Linked DNA regions of Triticum aestivum: region 2 is linked to region 1. A link is a contact called in public Hi-C data. All regions are on one chromosome and are shown on one strand. The core of a region is the stretch at or near the end of the contact, and the rest is flanking DNA. Distances in the headings are between cores, read along the strand shown. Region 1 holds the start of LOC123084922 (protein SOSEKI 2). Region 2 holds the start of LOC123081666.

What was found. A called contact is a pair of places that touch in the nucleus more often than the background predicts.
Region 2: a Hi-C map of leaf shows a contact between it and region 1, with 5 times the contacts expected there. The contact joins the promoter of LOC123081666 here to the promoter of LOC123084922 in region 1. A contact is called at or near these places in 2 of 5 Hi-C or Micro-C datasets (leaf and root).

What each region holds. Positions count from the first base shown.
Region 1 is chr4A:30,175,365-30,178,347 of IWGSC CS RefSeq v2.1, reverse strand. It overlaps LOC123084922 (protein SOSEKI 2), which reads left to right and starts at 1,530. Exons shown (of 5, transcript XM_044506463.1): 1 at 1,530-1,939; 2 at 2,040-2,109; 3 at 2,208-2,323; 4 at 2,818-2,983. The coding sequence starts at 1,699.
Region 2 is chr4A:30,311,064-30,314,046 of IWGSC CS RefSeq v2.1, reverse strand. LOC123081666 reads right to left here and starts at 1,526. Exons shown (of 2, transcript XM_044504215.1): 1 at 1,483-1,526; 2 at 530-1,390. The coding sequence starts at 1,488. The coding sequence ends at 971.

The DNA.
Region 1 (2,983 bases), core at 281-2,780:
ATTTGTTTCATATTCCTATACTTTTCACTGTTTTCAATCCTCTGTTTTACAACTGCAACCCTATAGATTTCCTGTATTCTTTCTATTCCAGTGTTTTTGCAATCATGTGAATCAAAGAGGCCCTAAGTATTGACCACAACGCGTGCTCGTGCCTTGGCGGTAGAGTTGTGCAGGCTATCGTCAGCCCGGTTGGCGGTAGCGATATTTCCTACCGCCAAAGTCCCTGCCGTAGGCTGTTAGACCCTACCGCCATGGACTCTGGCAGTAGTAAAAGGGTCAGATCTCGATTTTTTTTCAAACTAGGGTCAAATCTCGAATAGGTTTTAGAAAATGGTCAAAATACGAAAATTTGCCACACACTGCTGATCATCAATTCATCATGCCCGTCTCATTGGTGAGAATATCTCCGTGAGTGCAGGCATGGCGGTGGCGGCCATTTCTAATTTTACTCCTCTACGTACTACCCTATTTTGTCGAGCCATTTTTCCTTTCTTTCATGGACACCGATACACCCCGCTCGAACGCTCGATCCGCCGGTGCACGGCAGACGGCACTGTGCCAATACCGACCGCAAACGAACAAAAGCCAATGAGGTGCAGTGCAAGCCCGAGACCGTGGATGGCGCGCTTGGATTCTTGCAGGCTCATTCCATCGTCCGTCCAATTCTTTAAATCTCGTGCATGCATTGGATCCGATCCGCTGAAGCTAAAGCCGGTCGTCAGTGGAAACAGCAATCGTCCAAAGCCTCCCACCCACTCAAATCATACCAGATCCAACGAGGCACCCGCGCCCGCGCGCCGGCTAGTTCCAAAAGCTGCGATCCCCTCTCATCATCCGCTCAATTGTCAAATTTAAGCCGATCGCGATCAGCGCTTGACCCACCCAAACCCAACCAGAGAGGGCCCCCGTCCCAAGCTTTTTTTCCCGGCGCCCCGGCACAAGCTCGAGCGGCAGAGGCGGCCAGGCCGGGTCCGGACCCCGGACCCGGCGCGCGCGCGCACAGCGGGCCAGCGGCACCACTGCTCGCCGAGGCAGGCGCACTTATTTCGCGACAGTGGCGGTGCATGCTTGCCTGATGACGCCCTGCGCCGCGCTGCCCAAAGTCTATACGAGGCTAATTTTCACTCCCCATGCCATCGAGCGTGCGCCGCTGCTGCTGCTGAAAACGGGTCGGTCGACCGAATCGATCGAGTAAATAAAGCAACGGTAATTACTACTCAACCTGGCGATCGAGGCGACACGGTGAAAACTGAAAGTTGGGCTGGCGTGGCGAGATACACGGGCGGGTGGCACCGATGGACAGGCGGTTGGGCTCTTTTGAGCACCGCAAAGCGCGCGACGTGACATACTACGACACGTAGCAGTGACGACCTGTGTGTAAAGAGGAGTGAGAGCAGTGGAGCATGGGCGCGGGGTACCAGGATGTTCCAGCCCAGCCCAGCTCCACACGCATCGCCCCACCGATCATAGTAGCATGATGACGACCTCAAGCCCTCACCGTCGCACAGTCTTCCCTAGTAAAACCCGCGGGGCCCGGCGCCAGCCCAACGCCCACCACCCAGCAGCGCAGAGCTGAGCAGAGCACCCGCTCTTCTTCTAATATAAACGGCTTGACTTCCGTTCTAGCGGGGCCGTAGTTGCATTGCGGTCGCAGGCTTGCAGCTAGGGAGAGAGCGAGTGAGTGGTGAGGCGAAGGAAATGGAGGCGGCGGGAGAGGGGAGGAAGCTCCATCACCACGCCGGCGGCGGCAGGGCGCAGATGGAGGCGAGCCCGGAGCGCGGCAGGCCGGCGTACGCGTCGGCGGTGACGGCGAGGTCCGCGCCGGCGAGGCCCATGAGGCGGGTGCAGATCATCTACTACCTCTGCCGCAGCGGCCAGCTCGAGCACCCGCACTTCATGGAGCTCGCGCAGTTTCCCCACCAGCCGCTCCGCCTCAAAGGTAGGCATGCACTTCTTCCATCTGCACCTTCATCTGCGTCCCTGGTCATCTGTTTCTAGCCATGGCTGATGATCGATGCTCCATTTTTGTCGCCGCGAAGATGTGATGGACAAGCTGACGCTGCTGAGGGGGAAAGGCATGCCCGCTCTCTTCTCATGGTCTTGCAAGAGGTAGGCGCCGGATCGTTTATTGGACACGCTCCGTACGTATTTCTCGTGTGGTAGTAATGTGCTCATGGTCTTGCAATTGTGTTACTCTTTGATTGAAGGAACTACAAGAACGGCTACGTGTGGAACGACCTCTCGGAGAGCGACGTGATATATCCGTCCGACGGCGTGGAGTACGTCCTCAAGGGCTCCGAGATCTTCCCCGGCTGTTCTTCCGGTAATGAAAATCATCACTCTCCATCGCTTAACCACGACGCATGTAAAAGAAACAACTTCTTCTTCTTCCTAGCATGACCATGAGCGATACTGTGATAACTTCATTACTTTTTTGTTCCTTCTTCTCGTGCAAAAAACAAGCCGTCTTTTCCATCTTTTCGCCTCTCTCTGTCCCCATTGTCGACTCGCTTTCAAACGAATGGTCCAAGAGAGAGGAGCTGGTAAAAAACGAAGTACCCACAGCAGCTTCTTACACCTTGCACGTTCCCTTTCTGCACCCGCGTCGAAAGTCGCGAGGAATTTATCACCCAACGGCTCGAACGCTAGAATTCCTGCTCCTTTTTTCTCCATGGCGTTAATGCATGCATGCACGGTGGCGCCAGAAGTCTACCATGGCATGCAATGCAGTGTCCGAAGTAAAACCTGAATTTATGTGCAGCAGAAGTACAGCACCGCGGTCACTGTCCAACTAATTTTCGTTTCCCTGATCGCCAGCCGTTGCAGGGGAGCGGTTCCAGCACCTCCGCGTGACGGACAGGTCGCCGACCAAGCCCCCGCTGGCCCTCCCGCACAGCCACAAGCAATACGTGGACGCCTACCGGGACGACGCCGGCGAGGACCCCGAGGACGACGAGCTCGGGTACCCGTACCACCGGCGTGC
Region 2 (2,983 bases), core at 277-2,776, 140 kb before region 1:
GCTGCGGAGCCCAGAATTAAGAGATGCTTCCGCTTTGGAGTGGAGCCATGTTGTTTCAGCTCTGCCATCGTACCTTGGTTAAATTCCCCTAAGATCAGTTTGGCCAGTTCAAGTGAAGATTGTGCGTGCATCTCATCTTTATCTTTCGGAGCAAAGTGGCGCAAGAGCACATAAGAACTTTTTTACAACGAGGCTGAAGAAGGCCGAATACGGACTCGAGTTTGGATTGACAGAACAATCAACGGGCCGGGGCATGAATTACAATGTCCAACATACAAGAAGAGAGACAAAACTGTGCAGACGAACTTGGCTATGTTTATAAGATGAGAATCTCATAGAGCTGTGCTAGGCCGTCAGTAAGGCATTGTAGCTGTAGTTGTTTGCAGGTAGTATGACGTTCAAATTGAAATTGGTGGGTTATTTCCTCTCAATAATGGATTGCTGCCCCTTTCTTTAGTTCCAGGTTGCTTGTGATGAACAGAACAGCCCGAAAAGCATGTACGTCCACCGAGATTGTGACGAGGGAAGAGAAGGAAGGGAGAAGCATTGGATTCGATGCGTGTTTGGTTTATGCCCTAGATTGCCCCGCCAAAATATCAGCTAGCTAATTTTTTGGCTGAGGTGCTGGTTGCACATGACATGAGTAAGGCAACACTGGTACCTATTTTTGGATCCTGGCCAAAATATTGAAGTGGGGTACATTTTGGACACGATCCAAACATGCCTAGATCTACACCATCAACTCACTGACTGACCCAACCTAACACATGAGACCTGCGTACACAAACTCAAGGTGGAATAAACAGCTCGAGAGCATTACAAGTGATCACTCACTAGCCCAACTGCCCAAGAGATCAAAACTACATAACACACAACAAGAAAGAACCAGCACTCACTCAATCTAGTGAACACTACCACTACCACTCTAGTAGAATAGAACGCGCAGCTCGCATCCCATTGGCACACAGGTTCAGGCGACGCATGAGTTGAGGCCCAGGCATCCCATCAGCAGGCTCCTCTTCCGCCTCGGCCGGCGGGAGGTGAACTCCGGCGGAGGCACCTGGTACAGGTCCTCGTCGACCGGGCGCACCACCCTGGAGCCGGCCTTGGCCGTGGCGCGCGGCACGCTGCCGGCAGCGTCCAGCGCCCTGGCACCGCGCCTCTCCCCCTTCTCCCGACGGGCCACGTCGCCCTGGTCCGGCCTCCGCGTCTTCTTGGGCGTGGGCTTGCGCGGAGGCGGCGAGTACCTGAACCACACGTCGCTGCAGGCCTCCGGCTCCGGCGCGTAGCACTCGGCCGCCACGGCCACCGCCGCCGCGGCCGGCGGCTCGTCGTAGTAGTAGCAGTAGTTCCACTCCCCGAACGCCGGCACCTGCCGCCGCCTCGCCTTCTGCAGAAGCAAAGCAAAGGCAAAACCAGGTGAGCTACAAAGTACAGACCACGGGGAAGTGCCGATCCTTGCATGGGCGCATGAACGCTTACCTCCATCCGGTCCACGCCGGCAGCACACGACACAGGGGCAGACATAATGGGGTGGGGAAGAAGGAGAAGCGAGCTGGGGTCAGTGGGGCGAGCGGTACTAGCCACCAGCTAGCGGCTAAACAGAATGGGGTGGAGCCTCCAATGGCCTGGACGCGCGTGTTTTATAGCGGGAACGGGAGGGGGCAGCTCGCGCGGCAGTAGCGGCCGGAAAGCATTGAAGAGGCCGAGCTCTGGGGCCGGCAATGTCGAGAGGGAGAGAGAGAGAGAGGGAGAGAGGGGGCGTGGCGGGGCAGCATGGAAGGCCTCTTTTCAGAGCGGCAGTGGCTCACTGTAGAAGGCTAGGGGCTGGCCGCGGTAGGCTTGGAGGACGCTGCAGTTGCAGGGACGCAGAGAGAGAGAGAGGGGGTGGCCGGCCGGCCGGCCGGCGTGGTCCTGGTTTGACCGGGGAGGGGTATTACTCCTAGGTATGGGGCTGCTGCACGTCGTACCGGGGTTCCAGCTGACATGCAGCCATCTTGTCGCGCGCCCGTGTTATTTCCGCATCATTGCGGGCTGATTAGCGAGTAAAATAATGCGCGTTTCAACGCTACGCTCTACTGCTACTAGGCAGCAGTACCCCTACCCCTGCATCTACACAAAACGATGGGGTATGAGCAAAAGTCCACGGGCTAGAAGAATTTCAACTACACAAAACGATGGAGTATACCACAAGACAGCATGGGGTTGGATGATAAAGTTGGCAAGTGAATTGCAAAATCTTTTGTTTTTCTTTTGAACAGTGCCAAATCTTTTCTTAACCGCTGTAAAGACTGAGTTTCCACATGACATCTTTGATCAACTTTGTTCCCCGACTACGAGACATCTGTAATTACTTCGTTAATTTTAAGATGTGATGTTAGCTCAGTCTTTCTAAGGGGCTCATAGGATACAATTTTTTTTTCCGCAAAAAAAAGATACGGTCTTTTTTAGTGTTCATAGGGGTACGAGTGTACATTCATACATGGGAGTACATATGCATTTATATGAGCGTCTGCGTCGATACTGTATTTAAGAAAAATAAAATAAAATTATGGGAACGAGCTTGGGACAGGTCACTAAAGAAAATTGCAAAACCAAAAATTGACTTTCACCTATTTGGGTAACCCGATTTTTTTAGAGGAGCACTCTTTACAACCACAAACCACCAGAACTTGTGTTTGGTCTGAAACACAAGACAAAAGAAAATGAACCAAAAAAAAAGAAACTTTCTAATAAATATTGAATTTAAAATTGCTGCTAGTCACTTTTTTCTTTGGCAAGAGAGCACACATACTCCCCGCAAAAAAAAAAAAAAAGAGAGCACACATACGTTCTAGCCGGCGGCGACCAGCCTGAGTGGTGCATGCTTGAGACCTACGTCTTTCTGGCCTCACAACACAATCTAGCGAGATACAGTATTATATTTTGTTGAGTAAATCATGGAAAAGCACAGGAGCGTTCGAGTTCATAGATATATCTATGT